7 separate regions of the Mus musculus genome follow, and all the other regions are linked to region 4. The links are chromatin contacts, called in public promoter capture Hi-C maps. All regions are on one chromosome and are shown on one strand. Each heading gives the region's core, a stretch centred on a gene start, on an enhancer-like site or on the middle of the called end of the contact. The rest is flanking DNA. Distances are from core to core; before and after follow the strand shown.

Region 1 (3,086 bases), core at 366-2,865, 2.3 Mb before region 4:
GAGTCAGCACTCGGGAGGCAGAGGCAGGCGGATCTCTGATTTCAAGGCCAGACTGGTCTACAGAGTGAGCTCCAGGACAGCCAAGGCTACACAGAGAAACCCTGTCCCTGCCTCCCCCCTCATCCCCTGCATTTTCATACTTCTGCTCACATGATAAATTGCAGATGTACAAGTATTATAAGAAATTATTTTCAGTCTAGGAAAAGGAATGAATTTCTTTCTTTCTTTTTTTTTTTTTTTTTTTTTTTTTGAGACAGGGTTTCTCTGTGTAGCCCTGGCTGTCCCGGAACTCGCTTTGTAGACCAGGCTGGTCTTGAACTCAGAAATCCGCCTGCCTCTGCCTCCCAGGTGCTGGGATTAAAGGCGTGCACCACCACACCTGGCCATGAATTTCATTTTTAAACCTAGAATCTATTTCCCAAGATATCTCTGCCATGTATATTGCCAAAATCCAAAATCAACATGCATTCATTTAAGCATGGACTATTTATTTATTATTTTATTTATAGACACTTGAATTCAGAGATCCACCTGCCTCTGTGTTGAGCAGCAAACACACAAATTTGTACAATGTGGTAATGGTTACAGCAGCTCCATAGTTAAATAACATACTTTTTGTTTTGATTTGGTTTTTAGAGACATCTCTTGTAGTTCTGGCTGTCCTACAACTTGCTAGATCAGGCTGGCCAGAACTCAGTCTCTTCCATGCTTTGCCAGAATGCAGTGATAAAGGTGTGACCAACCTCGTCTGGCCTTTAATTAGCACTTTAAAAGCAATGCACGTGTCAAGTGGTGTAAGGATATTTGATTTTATTCCTCAAAGGTAAAGAATTGTAAGAATACAAAGTCGGGCTCTATCTTTAGCACTGGAAAACAGCAGCAACAACAAAACAATAAAGGTAAACAATAGGGTTAGCTGCAGTGGAGCAAATATGAACAGGATTTGATTTTGTTGTTTTTTCAGACAGGGTCTCCTGTAGTCCACTCAGACCTCAAACTTGCTAGGAAGCCCAGTGCCTAGAATGATTTTGAACTCCTCGTCCTCCCGCTTCATCCTCTGAAGTTCTGAGATTCCAGCCTTGAGCCACTGACAGCACCACTGCGCCCTGCCCAGTTTACGCTTTGCACATTCTTAGCACGCACTCTACCTACCAGCGTAGTACACCCCCAGCTTCAAGCAGGTATCTCATTTTTTAAAAAAAAAAACCTATTTACGTCTAGAATTATTAATCAGCGTAAATCAAACCAACTGGAAAATGGTAAAGACTATCAATAACTAAAAATGTCATGGATAAAAGCTTCTCGCTGGTGTTCACCTGTGATGTTCCCATCACACTCCAGCTGTCAAAGCGTAGTCGGAAACTACGTGAGAAAAAAGTATCCATTTTTCTCGCCACAGCAGCTAAATTCTGAACTCAAAATAGAAGCTAACTCTCTCACCATGGCTACGCGCCCGCGACGCGAGGAGCCTTTACGGACCTTCTACAAATGGCAGTCAACGGGCATTCCGTTGCATTCGAACAGAGTAGAAGACCTTCCGAAGATGGCGAAGCAACACGGCTCGTCACTTCCTGTCCCATATCAGATATAAGGAACAGGATTTCCGCTTTCGCTCCTTTCCGGCGGTGACGACCTCCCTACGAGAACATGCCTGTGAGTTCCTTGGTCCAGGTTTCGACAGAGAACTCGCTCTTGGGTCCGCACGGTCCTCTTGCGCTAATTGCGGGTCCTACAGGGTCCACATGTGCGCTCTGCGTCTCTTAGGACAGTAACCAGAGCCGCGGCGGCCCACGGGTCAGCCGCGTAGACGGGAGCGGAGAGGAGATAAGATGGCGGCCCAGCTACGCAGACACCAGGGGCGGCGAGGGGCGAGTTCTCCTCGGTGTGTGCCAGTGGGGGCTCTTTCCCATCATCTCTTTCCTCCATTACCTTCTAAGTCTTTGCATTTCTGCCCCTTTTAGCTCGCAAAGGATCTCCTTCATCCCTCTCCAGAAGAGGAGAAGAGGAAACACAAGAAAAAGCGCCTGGTGCAGAGCCCCAATTCCTACTTTATGGACGTGAAATGCCCAGGTAAGGAAGTGGTTTTCAGCTGTGCGGGAAAACTAAACTGTACTAATGGTTGTAACTTAATTTTTGATTTTATTACGAGTTCAGAAGTGGTAACTTGGAGAGGAATAAAAGAAGTTAACATTTTTCTTCTCTTTTTTTTTCTTCCCAGGATGCTATAAAATCACCACGGTCTTTAGCCATGCACAAACGGTAGTCTTGTGTGTTGGCTGCTCCACTGTCCTCTGTCAGCCTACAGGTGGAAAAGCAAGGCTGACAGAAGGTGAGTGGTCTCAGTGTTGGGGTTTTGTTTGGCTTTGGGGTCCTAAGGTGAAAGGCTGAGTAGAATGCAAGGCTTCCGGCTGGTAAAGCCAGCTGCACTCCTGTTAGGAAGGTTTAGCACTCTGCAGATGAGGCAGGGTCAGTGGCAGGCAGAAGTAACGTTTGCATCTTTTTCTTCCAGGATGCTCCTTCAGGAGGAAGCAGCACTGAAAGCCCCTGATTGAAGATGAGTGGGAACCTTCCCAATAAACACGTTTTGGATATATAATGTTTGTCTTGTTTAACTGGTAGCAAGTGGTGCCTCACATATCCCAGGGCAAACAGAAGAGTGGTCCCTTTGGGGTCAAGTAAGTGGCCAAACACCTAGAGTCCATTGGGGGCATTTTTATCTAGATTCACTGTATAAATCTTAGACCATGGTTTAAAACTGGTGATAGTGTATAATTGGGCTTACTCTTCTATGTCTTTTTGGTAGTAACTTTTAGCAATGGTTATTGGAAACATTGTGTCATACAAAGGTGTGTGACAGTGGGGACTGTCTTTATTTAGGGATAATGGTACCCAGGCTGCTTTAATCCCAGTGCCTGAGAAGCAGAGGGTTACTGTTTTTCTGTGTGTTGTTGAGATGGCCTTAGGTAGCTTCAAGTGTATGTGACAGGATACCTGTCAAGTGATGGCATTGTAGGTGTGTACTGCTGTTGCGGTTTTTGTGGTGCTAGGAACAGACAGACACCGAGGGCTTCGGGAATCCAGCCTCA
Region 2 (2,841 bases), core at 166-2,665, 2.3 Mb after region 4:
TACAGAAGCAGGATCAGATACCATAGACTACCACAATATGGTATTCCTTAAAACCCGTGAAAAAGAACAGAAAACCATTAGAGGAAACTTTGTTTTCATCCACCAAGTCCCATCCAGTTCTTGAGATCTAAACTTAAATTTTTTTCATTTGTTCATACTTCACTGCTAGCAAATCTTTGTAAATGCTTACAGTGATATACTGTCTCTTATCTGAACAGCCCTACTCTGGTGAGCCAGTACTCCACTCTCTTTGGGGAATTAAATTCTCTATTCCTATGTATGTTCCTAGTCTTCACTTCTCCCTAGACATTTTCTATATTAGTCAGATTTTAATTCATGTGCATTCAGTTTTGTTTTAAGCAGTTCAACAGATGAAGGAATGAGAAAAGATTAATTCCTTCTTTCTAAAATTTGATAATAAAGCTTTCAAGAGAGAGGAAATAAACTAAGAAATTCAGAAATTCTGCATGTTCTAATTGCTAATCGAAGTATTTCTGCAGTTTCATTTCGTGGAAAGAAAATAGTCTAGTTTATGAAGAGAATAGAAAGGTGATGATTTTGGACATTTTTCTTCTCTTCTTCACTGAAATGCTAAAAAGAATGCCAACCTCAACAAAACAAAACTTTTTTAAAAATTGCCTTGTTGCTGTATTTTAAAAGAAGCTTTAAATCATGTACACGGAAGCAACTAACTGCTGTACAACATAAGCAATTCTTTATATAATCGGGGAAAGATTTCGTCAGTCGACTAACATCCTCCTGGGGTCTAGACAAATATGCCCACAATAAAACCACAGATAGCTAGTGCTTTCTGACTAATAAGACCTCTCCTATCTGGGGCTTTGTACAACGGCTATTTTCTGTCTTTAAATTATTGCTAGCCTGTAGTGACGCCAAATGCCCGCTACATACGAGCCAGAGTCTAGTGTCGCAGACCCCACACGAGTTAGTAGGGCAAAGTATTCCAGTCTTCTGTCTGAGAAGACGACTGGAGGAAACGCTATTTTACATTCGCACGTTGTCCAAATATGCCTACTTTAAGACAGAAGTTTTAAGTGTGAGGCTGAAGGTGGCAGGCCTGGTTTTGTGTTTTCATTTAGGTTCAGTTGCCCATAACACAGGTGACCACCCTCCAGCACACTAAAACCCTCAGGCTGGGCTGCCGGGGCCATTATCTTCGTTCTGCACTTCCACGAGACAGGCAAAAGTACGAAGAAGATATACCCTTTCCTCGGCTTCTGAGCCGTGTGGAGGGAAGGCTGAGCCACTGAACTCTGTCTCCTAGCCCAGTTGGATGTGGGCCCAGTCTGAGAGCCACTTCGGTGGCGGGAACCGCCATCTAGCCATGTTAAAGCCCAGCGTCTTCCAGGGAAACCCAAGCGCAGCATGGGCGCCGCCATAGCGTCGCCGAAGTCCCGGTCAGGTGACCCACCCTCCCTCTGCCGCGAGGCTCCCTGGGAAGCGTAGTTCTGGCAATGCGCCACAACCCGTGTAGCTCTTGACCGGAAGACTACTGTTCCCAGCAACCCAATTCAAAGGCTGCCGGAACTTTGTTAGGGAGGGGCGGAACCAAAGAAGTGGGAAGGTTGGTGGGTCCTGTGTGACTCCTCCTAGCGGGGAGTTGGAGAGCTTTGTGGCGGTAGAGCTTGTGTGTACTTTGACAGCTCTTTGAGGGAGCGCCAAGCAAGGAAGCCTCACCAAGGATTTTATACTCAGCTTAAGCCCGTGAGTTGAAACAAATGACCCTAACATTACCACAAAGGCTTCCTGGACCCTCCAACGCTTTTATTTTTTCTGTCTTGCTCGCACACCTCGCACACAAATTTGTGCATTATTTCAACTGATACTTATTTGCATGCCTGCTATATATACCTAGTTCAATAATAAGGCAGCATTGATATGCTAGAAAGAAAGACTTTGGGGATGTTATATTTTAAAGAATTGACATTTTAGGGAGAGGAACCATACAGAAAAACGTTTTAAAAATTGTTTTCATGTCCGAAAAAAATTTTTAAACTTTTATGTGCTTTTTACTTACTATTTTTCTTAGCCAACATCTGAAACAATTTCTTGTGTTAGAAAGCTTTGATAGAAAAAAAGACATCACCTCAATGGATTTCTTTTGTTGTTTGACTTCAGAACTCATCTTGGACTGGGCATATCCCTCAGTGGTACAGCATTTGCCTACCATGTAGAGATGCTAGGTCCCACCCTCAGGAAGGCAAAACCAAGCAGAGCCTTTCATATCCCTTGTTGAAATTCCAGGTGATTTTTTTTTTTATTTGAAAACTTAGTCTACAATAGTTCTTACTTTCATTGCCTGATTTTAATTGTCAACATAGTCTTAACAGCTATCTTTGATTTCAATGGATCCTTGTCTGGTATTTACCATAGTATTTCCAGAGTACAGAGTAGGCGCCTCAAGAATATATGAAGTAGTACAGTGCAGTGAATGTATTTGACAAATGGGGGCTGTTGAGAGGGTATGTTCTTTAGAAACGCAATAACAGATTGGGGTAGTGGTGAAGGGTAAAGTAAAACATATGTTTCTGGGAGATGTGCAAGGTGAGATTGAGGGACCTGATCGAGAGTTGGAGGTTCTGTACCTGCTCCTTGCTGACAGGTCCAGGACAGAGGAGAGAGGTCCCTGTCCCTCTGGGGTCTCTCCAGGGCTGAGCAGGATGGCGAGTGTCAACGGCCCAAAAGAAACACACAGAGTTGGGAGTCTTGTTGAAGCAGGAACTCAACTTTATGGAGTCAGCCTCTTGCTTATATAAGTTTGGAACATAGGGAGGCGGGTTTTGGTGGGGTAAGATGGCGTAGTGACTGACAGGGTCAATG
Region 3 (2,732 bases), core at 66-2,565, 2.3 Mb before region 4:
GTGCTTCAGAGGGGAAGGGAGGCTACTTCCTGAAATGGCTGCGAAGGGGAAGCTGTCGCTAGCTCAGCATAAGTCAGCCTATGGGTGTGTGGTATCGCTGGGGGGGCGGGGGGGATAGTACTGTTTAAGGTGCCAGCACAGCATCAGACCAACGCAGACCTCCCACTAAGGGTCCTGTGCAAGGCAGGGAAGCTTTTAGTGTCTCCAGGATGCACAGTCTATTTAACCTCCCGCTCTTCCTCAGAGAACTAGAGCCAAACCGACTGTCTTCTCAACCTGGCCTCTGGACACACATGCCCCAACTCAAGCTAAATTTAGCTTGAGCTTCTCTACATCTGAGAGGTGAAGCCAGGAGTCAGCGTCAGCCTCCTGATTTAACTCCAGGACACAGCTCACTCTCTCATCCACTGCAGGCCAATAGTAGTTCTGTGCTCCAGACAGTAGGCAAAAGCCGTTAGATGAGACCCTCTATAGGCAAGTGGGTGGTCCCGGATCAACAGGACTTGTGTGTCCAGGCCTTCCCTTATCCAGCCAGGGAAGAGTCCTATAGAATGCAGCCCCTTCTCCCTTGGGGGAAAACAACGGCACTGGAGCCACTTTGGGTCCCAACGCCCACATGCCGAATGACGGGAAGTCGGGGCTAGGGCAGAGGGCGCGGCGCGGGGGAGGTGGCTGAGCAAGAGGCCGGAGGGCCGAGAGAAGCGCGCGCGGGGACTGCCGAGGACGTGACGGCAGCAGCGCCAGCAGCCGCGTGACCCAGGCGGGAAGGAGGGGTGCTCTGGCTTGAGCGCCCGCGGGAGCTCCAGGTTGTAGGATGTCGAGCACAGCTAGCTAGCTCTGGGTTGCGCCCTCCCCTCCACTTTCACTTCTCTGGGAGGGAGGAAGCGGAACCAGATGCGCAGCGTAGAACAGCTGGGGACAGTCCCTGGAGCCGCCCGCCCTCCGCCCGCCCTAACCCGCCCGCCGCCCCGCCCGGTCCGGCCCCTACCTGCCTGCCCTGGGACTCCCCAGCCGGCCCGCTGGCGGGTGGCTCTGAGGGCGGGCTGGCGGGCCGGCGGGCGGCTGGGCTGCTATCCAGCCCCGGACATGGCGCACTCGACTTAGGAGCCGCTCGCGCCCGGGCTGAAGGAAGAAGCAGCAGCCGAGGGCGCCGGGCACGGTGGAAGAAGATCTGGGCGGTCCCAGCGTCCCCGCGCGCTGCGCCACGCGGGGACTGCTGCCACACCACACCGCTAGTTCCAGCCGCGCGGTCCTCCCGGCTCCCACGTTGCTGGGGACCCCAAGCTCTTCAACGCGCCCTGCTTTCTCCACTCATACCCGCCCCCCACCCCCCCAGGAGCCGCGGGCGCCTCCGCTATTCTGCCCCCCCCCACACACCCGGGCCTGCGGCCGTGACCCTGGCTAGCGCCGGCCCAACACCCTGCCGCCTGCAGTGCGACCCCTGGTGGCTGGGAGGGCCCCCTGCAACCAAGCGGATTCCCACCACCCGGAGGAAAAAGCAAGACACTGACCCCAGATGGCCCCGAAGTCAGAGTCGGTGCTCCTGTCCTGCCCTACCGTCAGATGTGGCCACTGTGCCACAGCGAAGGCCCTGAAGACCTAGACCTGGGAAACCCAGGTGACTCCCCACTTCCACGTTTAGAACCCACTGGCCAGAGCCAGAAACTCTCAGTTCTTCTTTCGAGAAATGACAAGAACATTGAAAAAGAGGAAGAAAGGCATGAAGCCGAATAGTGGAGGTGTAGCACTCCTTTCACTATGCTGGGTGAAGTCTAACAAAGCCTTCGTGGAACATGGTTGTCTCCCAAGGATCTATTGCGTTAAACCCAAATGGAGCAGTGAAATGGATGAATCGACATACAGTCCTCAGAACATGAGATTGCTTAGGTCCCCCAAACATAAACCAAGTAAGCCAGCTAGGCCTGCTTACTTCTCTCTAGAAGCATCAACACTGGCAATAGCCTCCTCCAGGAGAGGGGAGGATTTTCTAACAGAAACAACTGTGACTTGGGACAACAGCCTCTCCTTACCCAGGGCTTCAGAAGAGTAACTTGTCAGGCTAGTCACGGTGCCCCATCCCCTGATGCTGCAGCAGGCAGGGCCTTAAACAAACAAGGGCACATAAGGTGACTTCCTGCTGCCTCGGTGAAGTCTGTATAGGCTTTAGGATACATCCAGTTTGGGACCTAAATCTGAGAATGGTGCTTCCGCACAAGCACAAAAGTTCTGAGAGGATTAACGCACACCCGTAGCCCTAGCACTAAGGAAGCCAAGGTGCCAACGGGCACGTGTGACTTCTAGGTAGTCTGCCCTATGTAAGAGAAATCCTGTCAAAAAACAAACAAACAAAAATGCAACACAAAAGAACCTATGGCACCAAACCTCCTTAGGTCCCCAGCCATGTACCAAATAGCCAAGCACACAAAAGGTTTAATAGGATTTTTTATTAACATATAATATATTTAATAAAAAATAATATCCATTCTGGCTCTCTCTTCCATTGCAAGGGGAAGAGAAATAGGGAGGGGCTGGTAGTGCCCATCCCTTCTGGACAAGCCCTCTCTCCAAGATTTCCCTCTACACCTTGCTTCCCAACAGGCTCTGACCTCCAGACAGACGGTTTTCAAAGTTACAAGTGCTTTTAGGCCCTCCCTTGAATTCCCCCAAGCCCACCAGACATACAGCATTCAGGGGCCACCTGGCCAAGCCCCTTCCCTTTCCTCAGTTTTAGG
Region 4 (2,857 bases), core at 149-2,648:
TCTTCTCTTTCTGTCTGTCCTTCTCTGTCCCCTCTTTCTTCACCTCTACTTCCTTCTCAACTCCCTTCCCATGCCCCCAAATAAACTTTATTCTATACTAGACCCACTGTATGGCTGGTACTTTGGTGGGGAGAGATGCCCACTGAGGTACCACCTCCCACCACATCTTACTGCGCTCTTCAAAACATATCCTTCGTCTTTATAAAAACATTATCGGGGCTGGTGAGATGGCTCAGTGGGTAAGGGCACCCGACTGCTCTTCCGAAGGTCTGAAGTTCAAATCCCAGCAACCACATGGTGGCTCACAACCACCCGTAATGAGAGCTGGTGCCCTCTTCTGGTGTATCTGAAGACAACTACAGTGTACTTACATATAATAAATAAATAAATCTTAAAAAAAAAAAAAAACATTATCAGTCTGAGCTATAATGAGAAACCTATCTGAATGAAACCAACAAAGTAAAAACGCTCAATGTAAAAATGCTAGCCTAGCATGCAGTAAGCTTTCTAAAACAGTTGCTACTGGCGTGGTACCATGCTAAATAGCATCTCACAGAAGCCTAACAACAGCGATGAAAAGTTGCCCATAATCTTATCATGTTTTGTGATTTGTATGTGTGTGTGGTGCTGGTGATCAAACTTGGGGATTCACATATAACAGGCAAGCATTTTGCATAAGTGAACTATTACTCCTTTTTTTATACATTTCAGGATAAGAGATGGGAGCAAAGTCAAGTGTTACCATGATGCTAGAGAAACACGGGGACTATTTCTATCTAGATCAAATACACGATTACTAAGCACTAACTACTACCTGACAAGTCGAAAACTGAGAACTCAGTAAGGGATGCTAACAGCAAGATCCAGGAAAACCTTGCCCTCTCTTAGCATGCAGCATCACAAGTGTGTATGTGTGTGTGTGTGGGGGGGGGGGGTCTTGCTTGTTTGTTTTAAAAACTCCTTTAGGCCCCGGACAGGCCCCCACTCCATCTTTCCCTTTGGTTCCCTACACAACCTAGATGCTAGCTAGTGTCACTTCCGTGGTGGGGCTGGCTTTCTTCTCAGTACAAGTCCTCAGGTCACCGCCTCAAGTAATTCCCTCGTCAGACTCACCCCGATATGCGGATAGCTCCAACGTCCTAGCAAAAGAGGAGCCCAAGGCTCAGTTTAAAACTAGGAAAAGAAGTCCCTTCGCTTATCCACCTTCCGACCTTCCCCGTCGCTGAGTAGCCTCACCTCCCCGCAACTTTCTTTCCACGTGCGTTCTCTACGTCCGCAGTCCCCACCCACCGGATTTTTGGGAGATGTAGTCAAATTGCGGAAAGGAAGGCTCAAAACAAAACAAAACCGAAGCGAGCCTCCCAGCGTCTGGGAACTCTAGTCCGTTGCTACAAAATGGACAGGAAACAGGAAATTTAGCCAACCGTAGGAAATCCAGACTGGGAAAGGCATGTCGGGAATTGAAGGCGAAAGACATGCTAATTTGCTGCGTAAGTTCGTTCGCGCTCTTCGTGGAGACCACTGGGAGTTGTAGTTCACAGAGAACATGGCTCCATTTTCTTGGTAGTTATGGCTTCCTAATTCAAAGCAAAGGGTGTCCATTTCCAGATGAGATCACCTTTATGTCCTGGCTCTTCTCTGCTTGAGGGACCAGGACGCGGCATATTAAAAAAAAATGCCCCGCCTTTTCAGAGAAAAGAGTGATATTATATTAGCAATCACTCGTGTGAAATGTACTGGAAGATTTCGACCATGTTCACCTGTCCTCTCACCATCCGTGGACTGGCAGGCATCCCTACCAAAATTTAGCAGAGACCAGATCTCTTTTATCAGCTCGCTATTTGACTCCACTCACCTTCCTGCTCTGATTAGACTAAGTATGTTTCCTTTCATTCCTGAGTTTGCTGATGACTACGAGCTTTGAAGCAGCTTTCCCCTACAGTTTGTAATGTTATAAACTTCATTAGTGGGCAAACTAACCTCACCTGGCCTATCCCTAAACCAGCAACCCAGCAAGATGAACTTAGAACAACAGTGCTCTATCTTCTCAGCTGCTTTTGTTTTCTGAGAGTGGTGCATGTAGCCCAGGATCACCTCAAACTTGCTAGTTGGCTTCTGCTGTTCCTTCCCAGGTGCGAGAGCTAACCATCAAATCTGGTTTTATATGATGCTCCAGACTGAACCCAGCCCTTACTGCATATCCCAGGCTTACTGCATGCTCAGTAAACATTTATCTTAAAAGCAGTAATTCTTACCTAAAAGCCTTTTATTTTTTAAAAACAGGTTCTATGTAAACTCTGGCTGTCCTGGAACTCATTATGCAGACTGGGCAGGCCTAGAGCTCAGATTCCCCACCTGTCTCCAATGCTGGAATTGAAGGTGTGCATCATTATGCCTGGCTAAGACCTTGTCTTTGGACTCAGAGCCGACTGTGGTCACCGACCTAACTAGCATTAAGTGGTAACCTCTCCTCCCTACATTTTGACTTGCTCTTGAAGGTCTAAGAACCAAACTCTTCTTCCCAACACTTTTAAGAGACTGAGGCAAAAGAATTTTAAGTTTGAGACCAATAAGAAGATCCTACTTCAAAAACAAAACAAAACAAAAAACCAATCAGGAACGTCTACAGCTGGAACTCAGCACTTGGCAGAGTCGGTTAACGGGTCTCCTCCACTACAGTTAGTGTGTGTCCTGGGCTATATGTGACCTGTCTCGACAAAAGTCATGTATTTCCCATGACTATACTCCGTTTCTCTTTTCTGAAGTACACATGTACAGGAAACTGAATCTCCAACCATCCCTGATTATATATATACTGTCTCATGCATACTCCAAAGCTTGCTGTACATCTGCAGAT
Region 5 (2,768 bases), core at 37-2,536, 2.6 Mb before region 4:
CATAGCCAGAAACAGAAATAAACAAGCCATCAAAAAATGTGGGGCTGGTGAGATGGCTGAGTGGGTAAGAGTACCTGACTGCTCTTCCAAAGGTCCGGAGTTCAAATCCCAGCAACCACATGGTGGCTCACAACCATCCGTAACGAGATCTGGTGCCCTCTTCTAGTGTGTCTGAAGACATCTACAGTGTACTTACATATAATAAATAAATAAATCTTTTTTAAAAAATCTGAAGAAAGCTAGAAATGGTGGCACGTACCATAGTTAACACCAGCTCAGCACCTGGGACGTAAAAGGCAGGAGGATCTCTGTGAGTCCAAGCCCAGCCTGGTCTGTATAGAGAATTCTAGAACAGCCAGAACTACATTATAGAGACTCTGTCTCAAAAAAACTACCAGAGGCAGTGGTGACACACGCCTTTAATCCCAGCACTCGGGAGGCAGAGGCAGGCAGATTTCTGAGTTCAAGGCCAGCCTGGTCAACAGAGTGAGTTCCAGGACATCCAAGGCTACACAGAGAAACCCTGTCTCGGAAAAAAAAAAAAAAAAAAAAACAACAACAAAAAAACAAAACCAGAAAACAAAACCAAAAAACTACTAGAAGAACTTTTTCCCAAGCTTCATTCAGTGTTTATTGATGCCTCATCATTGCTAGACATTATGTAAGAACTAGGGATACATAAGTGGGGATACAGATTTGCTTTATTGGATTACTTGAGGTAAAAAGACCCACCCTAAAACTAGCCACATCTTCTAGAGGCAGTCCCTATAAAAGGATGTAGATGAGTCCAGTGTGGGTCTTAAATCCCAGTACTGGGAGGGGCGGGGTTAGGGGGGGTCAGGAGGTGGATCTTTGTGAGTTCGAAGCCAGTCTGGTCTACACAAAGGAAGCCTGCCTCAAAAAGAAACAGAAACTCTACAAATAGGTTTGAGGGCCTGAGCAAATTAGCCAGGTCTCAAGGTCCTAATAAAGACTTTTTACAGTTGTCTTTAGCTTGGGAATGGGAAATAAAAGGATACAAACACTGTTGCCAATCTAAGCTGCTATTTGCAAGCCAAAAATCCCACCAAAGTGGGGCATAAACTTGTCCAGAAGGTAGTCTAGAGGTACTTAGCGATTACGGCCACTGGCCACGCCCCCGAAGGCGGAGCACTACACGTAACTTAAGGGATCTTTGCCAAAGTCAGTGGGGATTCGCTGCGATTCTTGCGCTAGGCCAAAGGACCATGTTGCCACGCCCCTAGTTGCGCGCGCACTGACGCAAGCCCGTCGGCGCCATTTTAGCCGGTCACGCTGCACTGGTGGGCCCGGCGGCCATTTTGTTTTGGACACCAAGCGGGAGTTGGCGGCGCCGGCTCTGGGGGCCCAGACGAAAGGCAGGAAAGGGCAGGCTTGACGAGCGGGAGGATCGGTCAGCTAGATACTCAACCCACAACGAGGAAGCCTCACATCCTACCGTTTAAGCATCTAAGCCAACCGCCCAGCTAGTTAACCCGAGCGGCCCGCCGTCAGCTCAGGTTAGGCCGGCCTCCGGGCCGCCCGCCGCAGCCGTGGTGGCAACCCCGGGAGGAGCGCTGGCGTCCATCTCCTTCGGTGAGTTTCTGTGGAGAGGGCAGAGGTGGAGGGGCGCGGGGTCCGGGGCCCGGTGGCGTGGGTGGCAGGTGTGGACCGGGCTGAGGTGCGCAGAGGCCGGGGAGGGGGCGGAGCCGGGAGGCGGAGGCTAAGCCGGAACCGCGGCCAGCGAGCTGGGCCGCTAGCCGTGCGGGTGCTGCTTGTGGTTGGCGTGTCTGGTGCAGGTGCTGGTGCTGGTGGTGCTGGTCGTAGTGGTTTGGCCTCAAATCCAGTGTCTTGCTTACCTAGATAAGCGTCCTCCATCGGAGCCAAAGCCTCGCCCCAGAATAGCGTTTGATGGGGATAACCACGGAAATAGTCGCCTGATCAAAGTTGGAGTCCTGAGAGGCTTCGAGGTGGAGGTCAAATGAGGAGTACAGGAATTAGCGGCGGCTCTGGGTGTTCGATTTTGATTCTTTTTTTTTTTTTTTTTTTTTTTTTTGCGGCACCGAAGTTGAACCCAAAATCGTACTTTGGCTAAACTAGCGCCCCGAGTTAACATCTCCAGCTTTAAAAATAATAATAATCTTAGTTTGAAACAGGGTCTGTCAAATCACCCGGGCTCGCCTTGAGCTTGTGACCCCCTTGCCTCAGCCCCTCCCCAGTATATGCCACTACAGTTAAAATATTGTGGTGTGCTCTTAACAGAGCTCTCAGATTGAATACCCATTTAGAAAACCTCTTCTGTCTTTCCCCTGCCATGTCTAACTAGAGCTCCACCTGCATTTGGAGTTGAGAATCGATTTTGAAACTAGGCTTTTCTTTTTATTTTGGGTGTATGAGAGTCCGGTCCTCACAGTGTGACAATGTAACCCGTTACAGCCTCAGACTGTTACACCACTCCCCTGTTGCTGCTGGGAATTGAACTTCCCAGGGCTTCATCAGTGCTAAACAAGCACTCTACTGAGGAGCTATATTCCCAGCTCCTCCATTTCTCTAGATCCATGACCCTCAACTTTCTATAGACATGTAAGATGTACCTGGGTAGCACCCCCAATCCCAGTTGCTGTACCCCATCCTCATGGCCAGATTGTACTTTAATTGGTCTGGATCCAGGCATCAAGAATTTAGTTTAGTTTGGGAGGGACTTTTTCTTTTTTTTTTTTTTTTCAAACATTCCTCAGCTAAGTCACATACAGTCCAGGCTGAGAAGAACT
Region 6 (2,925 bases), core at 16-2,515, 2.3 Mb before region 4:
ACATCACTGAATAGATAATTGGTACTTTTGGGTTTTTTTGTTTGTGGTTTTGTTGTTTTGGTTTTTGGTTTTTTTTTTCAAGACAGGGTTTCTCTGTGTACCCTTGGCTGTCCTGGAACTCACTTTGTAGACCTTGAGGCCAGAGCAGTCTGCCTCTGCCTCTTGAATGCTGGGATTAATTGAAACAGGATCTTATGTAGCCCAGGCTGGCCTTGGCAGCAGAGACACTTCTGGTAAGCCTCTTGGGCATGAAAATTACTGGCATGCACTCCCACACAACCTCTGAAACAGGTTTCAAGCTACACTGATACAGTATCAGCTACTCAGGAGGCCACCCTGAGAAATGAGACCTCCTCACTCCTGTTTCAAAACACAAAACTATACATAAAACTAATAGTTTAAGGAAACAATAAGATTTCAAACCAAAAGTAAATGTTTGGCTAATGTATGGCAGTTTCCCTGTCCTGTGTCCCCCCGCATGGGTTAGCAGGGTCCCCAAAGTGCAGCAATGTGTAACCCGGTTCCTGGATCCACATAGGCCGATTGCACAGGTAGCTGCCAGAAAGTGGAATCCTGGTCCACAGGCTACAGGTCTGCCTAAGTAATAACTTGGGGCCTCAGAACCACGAGGTAAACAAACTCAAACCCAAACAACCTCTGTGCGGTTCCTACCCTCAGCACGGAAGCTTTAGCTCAACTTTCCTACAATATAAGTAGGGGCCTCTGGCTGGAACCCGGAGCCCTGCCAAATTACTTCTGGGATTCTTTTCTGCTGGTCTATTGTTGCTAACCGCGAGGGCGTGAGCCTCGAGATAGTCAGCCATTGGCTAGAAACCCGGTCCTAAGTCTTCAATGCCCAATTAGGATTCACCAGTGGAAGAATGCCTTGTGGCGCAGGGGGCCGGAGCTGGGATGGAGGATGCCTTCAAAATCTTGGTTTCTTTCTCTACCCTGAGATGGGTCTCCCACTTGTAAAGATTGTGGCTTCGAAACAGACACCTGGGAATCCTGTGTACCAGTCACTACTATCTCAACTCTTTGCTGACGAGACATCAAGCCCGCAGCAAGATCTACTAGCACTGAGAAAACTGACAGAAAGGGTGTGGGTACCTATAGTTTTATTTCTGTTTGCACATGGACAGTGTCTTAATATTACTCCCAGATGCAGGTCCCGACAGTGGTTCCTGGCCAGGTGCAACCCAACCCTCTCCCTTCCCCCACCCTTTCCTACCCCAAACTCCACGGACAGCGTAGTGGGCGGGGCCTGATTGGGCAGGACCAGGATACAGATCCTGGTGGAAAGAAAAGGTGTAGTGTTTGGGGCTTCAGCGGGCTAGGCTGGTTTGGCAGAGCAAAGTTCTCCGAACAACAACTAAAGAGAATAAAACAGGTAATACCCAGTGGGGCTATTTTTCTGAACCCAAAGATAAGGCCTGAAGTGTGTTCTCCTCCGAGGGGCTGCCTCATGAGAGCAGAGGAAAAGAGTAACTAACGGAGAAAATGCCGAGGAGCCCGTAGCTTCAGAGGCGAGGGCAGCCACCACCTTCCTTATAACTTTCCCTCCCATGCAGAAACATGGAGCTCGGGTGCCCTGAGTTGCTGGAACCCCCAGAAGATATCTTCTCGACGGGATCCTTCCTGGAGCTGGGATTCAACGGTCCCGCGTCAAAGGTCCCGGTGACCAGGGTACAAGAACAGGGGCTGCAAAGCTGGGAGATGAGTAGGGGCTGTAGCCCAGGCTGTTCAATGGAAGTGGGAGTTAGGTTGAGAGAACTCTGACTAGAAGCCTTAAGTCGTCACAAAGAAAGAGTTCTCATAATAGAGCCCACGAAATAGACGCGTATTGTTACTCTTCCTATGTCCAAGAAGGGATAGCATTGAAGCATTAAGGATCTAAGACTACTGTCAGGTAAGACTGTCAAGGTACTTCTTTGCAGACATGCGTACCCTCTCCTCCTATAGGGCCTTCAGAAGAGTGAACCTGACGATTTCCTGAACCTCTTTATCGATCCCAATATGATACACTGCTCAGAAACATCTCCTGGTAGGGACAGTGGGGTCTCTGAAGATCCTGGCTCCCCTGCCCAACAGGCTTCCAGTTCCCCTGCCCTCTATGAGGTTGTCTATGATTCAGGGACCCTACAGGGAACTCAGCGGGAAGCTGGGCCAACCTTCGGACTCATCTCTATTCAGATAGGTCAGTGTACTTTTTGGAAATAGGGCAACGCCCCTTTCAGGCCCAGCCCTGGTGGTGAGATTAAGGGGAGAAGGTTCCCAAACTGTGCCACTGCCCAGTCCCCGCCCTTACCACAGCCTTCTGACTCCTTTGTCCCAGTCTCTGTATCTTTTTTCAGATCAGTGGACCCCTGCACTTATGGTCCCTGATGCATGCACAGTCAGTGGACTGCCCTCCGATTCGCATAGACATATCCTGCCTAGGGTCAGCACCAGAGCCCCAGCACCTCCTGCAGCCATGGTAAGTCTCGACGCCAACCAGAACTGATGTTCCCCCAGTATACATGCCCTCATATGAGTGGGGGCATGGGGGAAAAGGGAGGAGACACTAATGAGGAACTGGTTTGCCCCACTTTTGGTAGCAGTGGTTTTGAAGGCCAAGGAGAAACAAGCAATTCTAAGAGCCGGAAAGTGTAGGGGCTGGAGAACTATAGGGGATCAGGGTGGTAAGGAATCATTTAAGTCTTAGCAGGTGCGATGAGGGAGCCTGCTGTCAGAGCTCAAGACCCAGTGTGCATTAACATTCAGTCAGAGCTACTTTCTCTGCCTTGCTCAGGAAAGGGAACTGGGACAGGACCCCTGGGAATCCACCTGGCTAATGAGGACAGGGTGATAGCGATAGCGAAGCAGCAGCAGGTGCTTGCACTAGAAGAACTGCCCTGTGGCCAGTGCTGTAGTGGAGTACCCTAT
Region 7 (2,915 bases), core at 189-2,688, 2.5 Mb before region 4:
CTCTGTTCGTCCTGTGTATATAGGCGCCTCTGTTTAACTTGTACCCCTCTCCCCACTACACAATGTCTCCAGGAGGGACTTGGCTTTGATCTGAGATCCTTCCCACTAGAGTGAGTCAGACATCTAACCTTTCCACTTAGAAGCTGATGCTGGCACCATCTCCCTGCAGGCTGGCTGGCCTTGCCCATTGCTTCTCGGGAACTTCATCTTTAGGAGGTGGGGTGGGGTGGGAAGGGGAGGGGAGGGGTTACTTAGTAGATAAAAAACTTGCCACACACGAATGAGGACCAGAGTTCTATGGTGGCTTGCCTATGATCCCAGAGCTCAGAAGGCAGAGACTGGGTCCCTGGAGTCAGATGGCTGGCTAGCTATCAGTGAGCTCAGGGTTCAGCTGAGAGAGCCTACCTTGACGAATGAGGTGGAGAGTGATCTAGGATTCCTGACTTGTACCTTGGGCCTCCACCCCATGAATACACAAGTGCACTCAAGCGTGCACATAATCCACACACCTAAGACCTCCATATCCTCCAAAGCCAGCATTCGCCCCTCACTTTAGTAAGTGCACTGTTCCCAGGGGTTTAGGCAGGGAAGGGTGCTCTACGTTGAGTTTTGAAGGAGAGAGGATGAAAGCTCAAATGCCAGGGCAGGAGACGCTCTTCCAGTCTGACTGCTTACTGTCCCCATATAGCAGCAGAGGATAGTCCCAGATCATGCTTTCAGCTTCCCTGTCCAGGGACATTCGATGCCTTGCTGAGGAGAGGTAAAGGCTAGGTTTAGTGCACACACTCCATTGATTCAGCCTGGACATTTTCCTCTTCTGAGAATCCATGCTCTTTTAAAGCCACTACTTTTGAAACTCTAAACCACCAAGAGGCCTCTTTTTTCTTCCTCTTCCCATCCCCAGTTTCCACTGCACCGATTAAAACCAGGATGGGAAACATTTGCTGCCTGGTCCCAATTATTGTATCCTTGCCTAAAATGAAGGGCTTCCCTTCACAAGTCTGGCAGATTGGCCTCCACCTTTCCCGTAACTTAATTCTCAGGCTCCCCCACCCATTCCCTGGGGGGTTGCTATTGCTGCTGGTAGCTGGAGGCAGCTGTTTTGCCCAGACTTGCAGACCCGACCTGGCCAGGGGCCAGATTCTTCAGTCGCCTTAGGAAGAGAGCAGTGGTACCATCCCATCATGGGTGACAAAGAACAATCAAAGGATTGAATGGCTCCAGGACCAGGACTATAAGCCAGCCAATAGCTTAGGTGGCCATGAAAATGCACAGCTGTGGGGTTGGAGGGTAGGCACCTCTTTGGACCCGACAGGCTGCTGGCCACCAGCGGTCAAATTCCGGAGCGTGTGCGCCTAGGGCGGGGCCTGGGTTGTGGGGAGGGCCGGGCCGCCCCCGACTCTCGCACTCCTGGCTCCCGCGCCACACCGCAGAAGCTGGGTGGGAAGGGCGGGTGCCAGCGCACGCGCGCCACGTTCCCGGGAAGAAAGGTTGTCCGAGCCGGACCAAAGCTGGCTTAGTGTTTCAGGAAGGACCACCTGGAGTGTGTGTGAGCTGCTGGGACGGACTAGAGGAAAAGGGCACCATGGCGGCCCTCCTGCTGCTGCTGCCCTTACTCTTGCTCCTGCCTCTGCTGCTGAAGCTAGACGTCTGGCCTCAGCTGCGCTGGCTGCCGGCCGACCTGGCCTTCACAGTTCGCGCCCTCCGCTGCAAAAGGGCCCTTCGAGCACGCGCGCTGGCCGCAGCGGCCGCCGACCCCGAAAGCTCTGAGAGCGGGTGCAGTCTGGCCTGGCGTCTCGCGTACCTGGCCCGGGAGCAGCCGACACACACCTTCCTCATCCACGGCGCGCAGCGCTTTAGCTACGCGGAGGCTGAGCGCGAGAGCAACCGGATTGCTCGCGCCTTTCTGCGCGCACGGGGCTGGACCGGGGGCCGCCGAGGCTCGGGCAGGGGCAGCACTGAGGAAGGCGCACGCGTGGCGCCTCCGGCTGGAGATGCGGCTGCTAGAGGGACGACCGCGCCCCCTCTGGCACCCGGGGCGACCGTGGCGCTGCTCCTCCCAGCGGGCCCGGATTTCCTTTGGATTTGGTTCGGACTGGCCAAAGCTGGCCTGCGCACGGCCTTTGTGCCCACCGCTTTACGCCGAGGACCCCTGCTGCACTGCCTCCGCAGCTGCGGTGCGAGTGCGCTCGTGCTGGCCACAGGTAAGGCTGCGAGCCAGAGAGGGCGCGCCTGCTCCCTAGACCCGAGGTGCAGAAGTGAGTGGGAATAAGAAAGAGGCCTGGGTTTGGGGAGGGATGTGCTAGACCCAAAGAATTCTTAAGCCGTCGGATTACAGGTCCCAGGCAAGACGTGGGATCCCCACATTGCCACCCTCACCCTAGAGCATTGCACAAGGACAGAGCAAACCAACCAGGTGATGGAAGGCTTTAGAGTAGCTGGAGAACCTCGAAGCTGGGTTTGCCTACCCTTGTAGAGTTCCTGGAGTCCCTGGAGCCGGACCTGCCGGCCTTGAGAGCCATGGGGCTCCACCTATGGGCGACGGGCCCTGAAACTAATGTAGCTGGAATCAGCAATTTGCTATCGGAAGCAGCAGACCAAGTGGATGAGCCAGTGCCGGGGTACCTCTCTGCCCCCCAGAACATAATGGACACCTGCCTGTACATCTTCACCTCTGGCACTACTGGTGAGGACTGGATACAATACTTCTCAGACACTGAGGCAGAGGGTGGCAAGGTCTGGGGAGAGGACTGGGACGCTTGTCACTTTCAGATCACCCTGGACACCATCCCAGGCACAGCTTCTCTCCTTCCAGTCCCCAAAATACCTATTTTTCCAGGACACAGCTCAGACCCTTTTCCTGACTGTGCCCCTCTTGCCACCCTTCAGGCCTGCCCAAGGCTGCTCGAATCAGT

The links. Promoter capture Hi-C pulls out the DNA fragments that hold promoters and counts their contacts. Capture Hi-C pulls out chosen DNA fragments and counts their contacts.
Region 1: a promoter capture Hi-C map of liver shows a contact between it and region 4, with 5 times the contacts expected there. The contact joins the promoter of Rps27 here to the promoter of Mrpl24 in region 4. A contact is called at or near these places in 4 of 39 promoter capture datasets (erythroid cells, liver and pre-B cells) and 1 of 9 other capture datasets (liver).
Region 2: a contact with region 4 is called in a promoter capture Hi-C map of liver, with 8 times the contacts expected there. The contact joins the promoter of Gatb here to the promoter of Mrpl24 in region 4. A contact is called at or near these places in 2 of 39 promoter capture datasets (liver and neutrophils).
Region 3: a promoter capture Hi-C map of adipose tissue shows a contact between it and region 4, with 2.4 times the contacts expected there. The contact joins the promoter of Dennd4b here to the promoter of Mrpl24 in region 4. A contact is called at or near these places in 2 of 39 promoter capture datasets (erythroid cells and liver), 1 of 484 Hi-C or Micro-C datasets (B cells) and 2 of 9 other capture datasets (adipose tissue and liver).
Region 5: a promoter capture Hi-C map of liver shows a contact between it and region 4, with 5 times the contacts expected there. The contact joins the promoter of Chtop here to the promoter of Mrpl24 in region 4. A contact is called at or near these places in 5 of 39 promoter capture datasets (cranial neural crest, erythroid cells, liver and 1 more) and 2 of 9 other capture datasets (adipose tissue and liver).
Region 6: a contact with region 4 is called in a promoter capture Hi-C map of liver, with 5 times the contacts expected there. The contact joins the promoter of Creb3l4 here to the promoter of Mrpl24 in region 4. A contact is called at or near these places in 4 of 39 promoter capture datasets (erythroid cells, liver and pre-B cells), 1 of 115 datasets of contacts at active chromatin or transcription factors (memory CD8 T cells) and 1 of 9 other capture datasets (liver).
Region 7: a contact with region 4 is called in a promoter capture Hi-C map of liver, with 6 times the contacts expected there. The contact joins the promoter of Slc27a3 here to the promoter of Mrpl24 in region 4. A contact is called at or near these places in 2 of 39 promoter capture datasets (liver and pre-B cells) and 1 of 9 other capture datasets (liver).

What each region holds. Positions count from the first base shown.
Region 1 is chr3:90,212,177-90,215,262 of GRCm38.p6, reverse strand. Rps27 (ribosomal protein S27) reads left to right here and starts at 1,615. Exons shown (of 4, transcript NM_027015.4): 1 at 1,615-1,653; 2 at 1,962-2,070; 3 at 2,219-2,329; 4 at 2,510-2,596. The coding sequence starts at 1,648. The coding sequence ends at 2,538. It also overlaps a transcript of Rab13 not described here.
Region 2 is chr3:85,572,703-85,575,543 of GRCm38.p6, reverse strand. Gatb (glutamyl-tRNA(Gln) amidotransferase, subunit B) reads right to left here and starts at 1,415. Exons shown (of 13, transcript NM_144896.4): 1 at 1,225-1,415. The coding sequence starts at 1,400. It also overlaps Gm3740.
Region 3 is chr3:90,263,818-90,266,549 of GRCm38.p6, reverse strand. It overlaps Dennd4b (DENN/MADD domain containing 4B), which reads right to left and starts at 1,315. Exons shown (of 28, transcript NM_001356483.1): 1 at 989-1,315. Crtc2 (CREB regulated transcription coactivator 2) reads right to left here. Exons shown (of 14, transcript NM_028881.3): 14 at 2,425-2,732.
Region 4 is chr3:87,918,085-87,920,941 of GRCm38.p6, reverse strand. It overlaps Mrpl24 (mitochondrial ribosomal protein L24), which reads right to left and starts at 1,398. Exons shown (of 6, transcript NM_026591.3): 1 at 1,237-1,398.
Region 5 is chr3:90,508,016-90,510,783 of GRCm38.p6, reverse strand. It overlaps Chtop (chromatin target of PRMT1), which reads left to right and starts at 1,286. Exons shown (of 6, transcript NM_001293776.1): 1 at 1,286-1,593.
Region 6 is chr3:90,241,483-90,244,407 of GRCm38.p6, reverse strand. It overlaps Creb3l4 (cAMP responsive element binding protein 3-like 4), which reads left to right and starts at 1,265. Exons shown (of 10, transcript NM_001307934.1): 1 at 1,265-1,390; 2 at 1,572-1,686; 3 at 1,963-2,197; 4 at 2,355-2,476. The coding sequence starts at 1,576.
Region 7 is chr3:90,388,461-90,391,375 of GRCm38.p6, reverse strand. Slc27a3 (solute carrier family 27 (fatty acid transporter), member 3) reads left to right here and starts at 1,438. Exons shown (of 10, transcript NM_011988.3): 1 at 1,438-2,204; 2 at 2,477-2,686; 3 at 2,890-2,915. The coding sequence starts at 1,586.